Linked DNA regions of Ovis aries: region 2 is linked to region 1. Evidence: chromatin contacts called from public Hi-C data. All regions are on one chromosome and are shown on one strand. The core of a region is the stretch at or near the end of the contact, and the rest is flanking DNA. Distances in the headings are between cores, read along the strand shown.

What was found. Hi-C and Micro-C count contacts between places; a contact is called where the count stands out from the background.
Region 2: a contact with region 1 is called in a Hi-C map of mixed tissues, with 4 times the contacts expected there. The contact joins the promoter of TNFAIP8L2 here to the enhancer-like site in region 1. A contact is called at or near these places in 12 of 16 Hi-C or Micro-C datasets (blood, hypothalamus, liver and 6 more).

Annotation. Positions count from the first base shown.
Region 1 is chr1:100,997,547-101,000,936 of ARS-UI_Ramb_v3.0, forward strand. It overlaps GABPB2 (GA binding protein transcription factor subunit beta 2), which reads left to right. Exons shown (of 10, transcript XM_027974647.2): 2 at 1-1,288. Among named protein-coding and RNA genes, the nearest start is that of MLLT11, 7.2 kb to the left of the region's middle. Within about 2 kb of position 1,770, at least 44 of the 54 cell types and tissues checked have an H3K27ac peak or open chromatin away from gene starts, as enhancers often do. A contact at or near this core is called in hypothalamus, liver and tail adipose tissue, where this site is marked.
Region 2 is chr1:101,052,627-101,055,894 of ARS-UI_Ramb_v3.0, forward strand. It overlaps TNFAIP8L2 (TNF alpha induced protein 8 like 2), which reads left to right and starts at 1,520. Exons shown (of 2, transcript XM_042253791.1): 1 at 1,520-1,575; 2 at 3,202-3,268. The coding sequence starts at 3,260.

The DNA of each region.
Region 1 (3,390 bases), core at 520-3,019:
CAAATTTATAAGTAGATTATGAGTACCTACTGTATGAGACACCCAGTCAGGCAACAGAAAAGGTTGTAAACAAGACTGATTTTGACCCTCAAGCTGTAAATACCAACTTGGGCAGTAAGCCAAAGGAGTCCTTTAAAGAACGTGAACAGAATCTACGGAAATTGATAATAGGGATGGATTGGAAGTTTCGGATTAGCAGATGACAAATTACTACATACACAATGAATAAACAAGTCCTACTGTATAGCGCAGGGAACGATATTCAATACATTGTGGTAATCCATAACAGAAAAGAATATAAGTATATATATATATATAGTTACAACGGAATCACTTTGCTGTACAGCAGATATTAACACACTATCATCTATAGGCAATAATTTTTAAAAAAAAACACGTAAATCTTCCCCATAGGCTTTGAAAAGCGTTGATGGTCTCCACCATCAACGACAAAAGCCAAACTCGAATAAAGAGTGGAGCAGTGGTGTCTCCTTTTCTATTTATTTCCCAAAGTCTTCTTTCTCGACTTCGCGCTGTCCTTTAGTTCCTGGCGAATGGTAGATGGAGATGGGAATCAACTGGTAAGTAAGGTGCCTAAATGAACTTGCAAAGTCCTGCTCCATCCTCTTCTAAGCCCCCGCCAAGAAATAACTGTTGACAGGTTGGCTCTAGGATCCTTACATTCAAGCTGTAGCGGAAAACATGTCCGTCCGGCACAAGAGCTCAGTTCACGAGCAAACCCTGCAACGTCCCAGACATCTTCACCCGAGGGTGGGACCGCGAAACATTGCTTTCCTAAAAACAACCAAAAGACAGCGGGACAGACGGGCAGAATCCGATTTCACCAGGTTCTTGGCGCCAAAACAAACCATCGGGTCCGTCCCCTGCCGGACCTATACGACACGTATTCGACAATCCTCCGCCTCGCTAAATAGTCCTGTCTAAAACGTCTCGAATACACACTATTTTACCTCAAAAGGCCTTCCGAGGATAGACAGTGACCTCTGGGGCGCATCATCGTTCTGTTCGAATACAAACACGGTTTTCCTATCATTTTCTGTTCATAGATTCCTCCGCCAGAAATTATATTCCCCGAGTCTTCACTTCCGGGTCCGCCATTTTGCTGCCTCCATTTCTTCACGAGGGGGGGTTAAAGGCCCCCAAAATATGCATATGTGAAAAGGCCAAAAAGTAACCGTCATTGACAGGGAGTCTTAACTAGAAAAGGAAACAGGACAAAACTGGCAGGCTCGGTGAAAGCACAGCCGGCAGCGTCCCGGACGAGGAGGTGAGGGGGAAAAAGAGATGCGTGCGCTCGAGGGGGCGTCAGGGCTGGAAGGGAGACTGCCGCGAAAAGTTGCACCGCTTTCCAGCTCGGCCCCCAACTTCTCGGTGCAGTCGGAGCGGCGCCCCCTCGCCAGAGCGGGGGCGGCTGAGGGAAGGAGAGGAAGGGGATGCTGCTGGGAGGAAGGGGAGGGGACTGGGAGGTGAAGAAGGGGGTGGGTGTAAGACCTGGGGCTGGGGAGCTGGACCGAGGGAAGCCAAGGCCACAGAGGTGACCGCTAGGGGGCAGCGCGGCGCGCGGGCTGGGGGCTGCCCTCCAGGCTGAGACCCTGGCTCCTGTCCCTAGTTGACCCTTCTTGCAGAAAGACTGAACATCGCTCTAATAGAGGAGAAAAAGGATTCCCTAACTCTCTGATCCCAGGAATAGCCTAAAGATTATTAATGAGCTCAGCAATCTGAGCAAGAGCAGTGAGGGCTCCGCCTCCAGTTTTTACACAGTTGTTTGTACAGCTGGCGCAGCAGTGGGGACGTGTGCAATAGAAAAAGGTCGTCATATCATGGACTCTTCAATTCCGTTTCTCCTTCCTAACCATTCTCCTTTTCTCACAGATTTTCTTGAGCCCGCAGACATCCCATTCTTCTCTCCCTTTCCAGAAGGACCTTTCTCTCTCATCTCTCTTTTTAAAACATCTATGGAAAAGGATATTCTATGATTTACCTTCAGCAACTTAACATTTTTGGCCATCTGAGACTGTATTTTCATTGTACCATTTGATCCACCCAGTCCACAAGAGATGTTCTTAAGCATCTTTGTTCATATATGCTTTGATAACAGTGAAAGAAGTGCCCCACCTAAATTTTTGTATCAACAAGCGAAATTACTCTCTTGTAATAGAGTACGTTGTGAAGAGCTCAGGCACTTCATCAGTTATTTAAAAAAACTTATTGAAAATTATTGTGTGTTCATTTGGGAGGGGAAGTGGATGCTCTGTTATTTTATTCATCTATAAAATCCTGGGAGGCAAGTTAGATCAGTAGAGAAAGTGGAGGTACATTCACTAAGGGAGAATGTTTTCCTTTTGTTTTTAGTAACCAAGGGAGCTCAGAAGTGCCTAGACTGTCTCTTATCCTTACTGCATCTCTCATCTGGTGGTATATGGGAGAATGACACATAGTCCCCCCAAAATGCCATTATTTTAAAAATACATTTTACTTTTAAAAGCAAAGAGTGAGAATAAGGAGAGAAAAGACCCTTGAATACATATCTAGGAAACTTTTTTTTTTCCTAATGATTAATGCAACAGCCTATTCACATTCTGACCCCAAAGTTTAACTTACCATTTATAATAAGAAATAAGGTTTTTGGTGGCCTGTTTAAACAATGGGATGAAACATTTGGGTCACTTGTCATTTAGAGGTACTGATACACAGACTCATAAATATGATTTAAAAGTTATGAAATTGACATATATATGAAGGCAGAGTGTAGGGGTCAAAATTGATGGCTCAAAAATATTTTGTTAGAGTTCAGGAGCTGAGGACACCAGTTGCAGTGGGATTAAAATCAACCTAATTAAAGGATCTTGTCTTCCAGAAGTTTCAGCTTCCCAGGAATGTGAACCAAGCTAGGTATCTCCTTAAGCAGATACCTCAGCCTACGCCTGAATATTTTTTTGTGGTAGAGAATAGAGCTGAAACTTCAATATTAGGAGAATTTAATCTGCTGCATGTCAACATTTCTCAACATTCCTGTGTAGGACGTTCTTTCCCTTTGTGATCAGTTATCGTAGAGGTGTTTTGGGTTTTGTTTTTTTTTCATTTTTTGAGGGGGAGGTGAAGGAATGTGCTGTGTGACTTGAGGCAGGATCTTAGTTGCCTGACCAGGGATTGAACCCAGCCCCAGCAATGATAGTATCAAGTCCTAACCACTGGACTGCCAGGGAATTCCTATAGAAGTGTTTAGGGCTTGGTGATACTTTTTTTATATATAGATATAACACATTCAGGCAGGCAGATTCTTAACCACTGGACTACCAGGGAAGTCCAGAGGAGTGTTTTAATAGCTTGTTCAGGTAATGGTGATTATTCTTCTTCTGTGTTACACAA
Region 2 (3,268 bases), core at 270-2,769, 55 kb after region 1:
TCCAAAGAAATCCCAGGGTTGATCTCCTTCAGAATGGACTGGTTGGATCTCCTTGCAGTCCAAGGGACTCCCAAGAGTCTTCTCCAACACCACAGTTCAAAAGCATCAATTCTTCGGCGCTCAGCCTTCTTCACAGTCCAACTCTCACATCCATACATGACCACAGGAAAAACCATAGCCTTGACTAGACGGACCTTAGTCAGCAAAGTAATGTCTCTGCTTTTGAATATGCTGTCTAGGTTGGTCATAACTTTTCTTCCAAGGAGTAAGCGTCTTTTAATTTCATGGCTGCAGTCACCATCTGCAGTGATTTTGGAGCCCCCAAAAATAAAGTCTTTGCTCTCACAGTTCCTTAATTCCTTAAATTTCTATGAAAGCTAATGACATCATTTGGCTTGTATTACAGTTATATGTGCTTACATTTATCTCCCTGACTAGGGTGTTAAGATTCCTTTTTTTTTTTTTTCCTTCAGGCTGTAAGGTTCTTGATGGTAAGTAAATTTGCCTCATTTACGGACTGTGACTTACCTTCATTTTTTGCATCCTGTTAGCTATGAAGCATAGTCGATAAACTCGTTGCCTCTAGTGGTACAATGATGTGCTGACACCTGCTGGTTATATCTAGTTCTGCAGCCTGACCCAGCTTCTTCCTCTCAAGTATTTGGGGTGAAGAGAAGTGTTAGTTGCTCAGTCGTGTCCGACTCTCTGTTACCCCATGGACTGTAGCCTGCCAGACTCCTCTGCCCATGGGATTCTCCAGGCAAGAGTACTGGAGTGGGTTGCCATTCCCTTCTCCAGGGGATCTCCTCGACCCAGGGATGGGAAACCAGGTCTCCTGCATTGTAGGCAGATTCTTTACCAACTGAGCCACCAGGGGAGTGTAAGTATTAGGGGTGGGGACACACTTACCCCTGGAAAATTAAATGGCAACCCGCTCCAGGATTCTTGCCTGGGAAATCCTACGGACAGAGGAGCCTGATGAGCTACGAATGGTCGGACATGACTGAGAGATTGAGCATGTATGCATTCCCTTACCCTGCAAGGTACTGGAAGCCTGTGCTCCTGGTAATGCTGCCCCACAGCACCAGCCATCCTTGACTCTAGGGGCACACTCAGACCTGCTGATCTCCAACTTGCTTCTGGTGTCTCCAGTCTAAGTCCAGTACACTCTCCAGAACTTTCTGCACTGACCCCCACGTCAGCAATTTATACATCACATTTCCCCCAGTACCAGAGAAATATACGGAGAACAAGATCTCAAGGAACTGGGCAGCAAGAGTAGAAAGAGGCAGATAATTTGGGAACAGGGGATGTGCAATTCCTCCTCCTCACCTCAAGGAATCAAGACTGTTTCCTACAGAATGCTATTCCTTTTGACCTTTGTCTTATTTACAGGAGGCTGTTGGGGCCATGGACTTTCTTGGTGACAGTGTGATGAACCGGAGGTTGAGCACTGAGTAGGTAGGCGGGGCTTGGGGGCGGGGCCAGGCCAAAGGGCCTCTCACTTAGGAGCTTCTCCATTCTGTCAGCTCTCCCGGAACATCCAAGGCAAGACTGGCACCCAGGGCGCAGCAGGTGAGGGACTGGGCAATGCCAGAGGGGGAGATGGTGGCAGAAGAGTCCCAGCTCTGTCAACCTGAGCTTTCCATATTGTGGCTCTCATTTGATAGAATTCTTGAGTCTCAGCGGGGAGGTCCAGCGCAGTTTTTCCTGGAGTAAAGCAGCCTCAGAAAGACATGGTTTTGGATGGGTGGGCACAGGGCTGAGGGATGGCAGTGGATAAGGGCATGTGAGACCACTGAGAGATGCAAGATCTTAGGAGACATGGATCTAGAGGTAAGGGCCGGTGAGAGAGTCTGGCCAGACTCTCAGGGCAGCTCTCAGTCAGGTGAAAACAGGAGACCAAAACACGGAGGCAGGGAGAGGACAGTGGACCAAATGCGAGATGGCAACGGGGGCAGTGGAGAGCTGGGTAACAGGAAGGCCAAGGAGGAAGGAAGGCTCACATGGAGCAATCTCCTCTTCCGGCTGTCGAGTGTGGTCCAGAAAGCCCCAGCAAAGCTGGGGGCAGAGCAAGGTTTTGGGTTTCCACTGGACTGATTTGGCTGAAGGAGAACCCCCTACCCCAGTGATACCTGCCCTGCTTCTTCAGACTCCCATTTTGGTTGGGGGACAGGGTGAGGCTGCTCCTCACTGCGGTCAGAGCCACATCCTGCAGAGGAACAGGGGAGGGGGAAGTAAGAAGCAAAACAAGCAGAACCACCATAGGCAAGACCATGGGGAGAGCGTTCCGGGACCAGGCACTCATGTGCCGCCAGCGGGTCCTGAGTGCAGCCTCGGCAGAGGACCTGAGACCTCTGGGGCTGTCTTGAGGCACTTGTTCCTCATGCTTCCTCAGTGCGCTCCAACCTCATTGAGAGCATGCCACGGGAGGAGGCTTCTTCAGATTGTGTGGTTCAAGGCCCATTTTTATCATTTGCCAGTGACTTTAGCCAAATTGCTTAATTGTTCTTAGTTTCATTTTCCTCATTGCAAATTGCGGATACCTACCTTACAAAGGGTTGGAAGACGGAGATAATTCACATGAAGCACTTGCCATATAGTAGGTTCTCAATAAATGTGAATAATAATAATCTTTTTTAATCAGGACTCCAGGGACCCCTATATTTCCCACGTCTCTAAAGGCAGTGCAGCACACTAGCTGACGTGGGCTTCTGCAGACAGAAAAACAGTTGTGTTTGACCTTGGGTAAATTATTTAATGTAAGCTTAAGTTTGCTCAGCTGTAAAACAAAGATGATAATACCTACATTTCACAGTGTAGGTGTATATCTGGGTACAGATGTACAGTACCCAGTCAGTGTCCAAAAAGGGCAGCTGTGAGAGCTATCTGCCAGGTAAGCTTCATCTTCTCCACTGTAGGAGCAACGGGCCACTTCCCTTGAGGTCTTAGCTGTGGTGCCCTAGCCTGGGGTGTGCCCTCATCCCTCCAGCTAAAGCTCCCACTGCTCTGCTGGCCTGTTTTAGAGATCATGATGTCCTGCAGTTCTAAAGGGAAAAATGGGAACCAAGTGTAGAGGGCTGAGGGCGCAGGGGGAAAGAGACGACAAGATGAAAGAGATGATGATGGGACGGAAACCAGAGACAGAAAGGGGAAAAGCTACTTCTCTCCTGCTAAGGAAGCCTGTGGCCTCTCTTCTAGCGACTGATCACATGACCCCCCACCCCGACCCCCGCTCCCCGACCCTTCCCTAGGAACCATGGAGTCC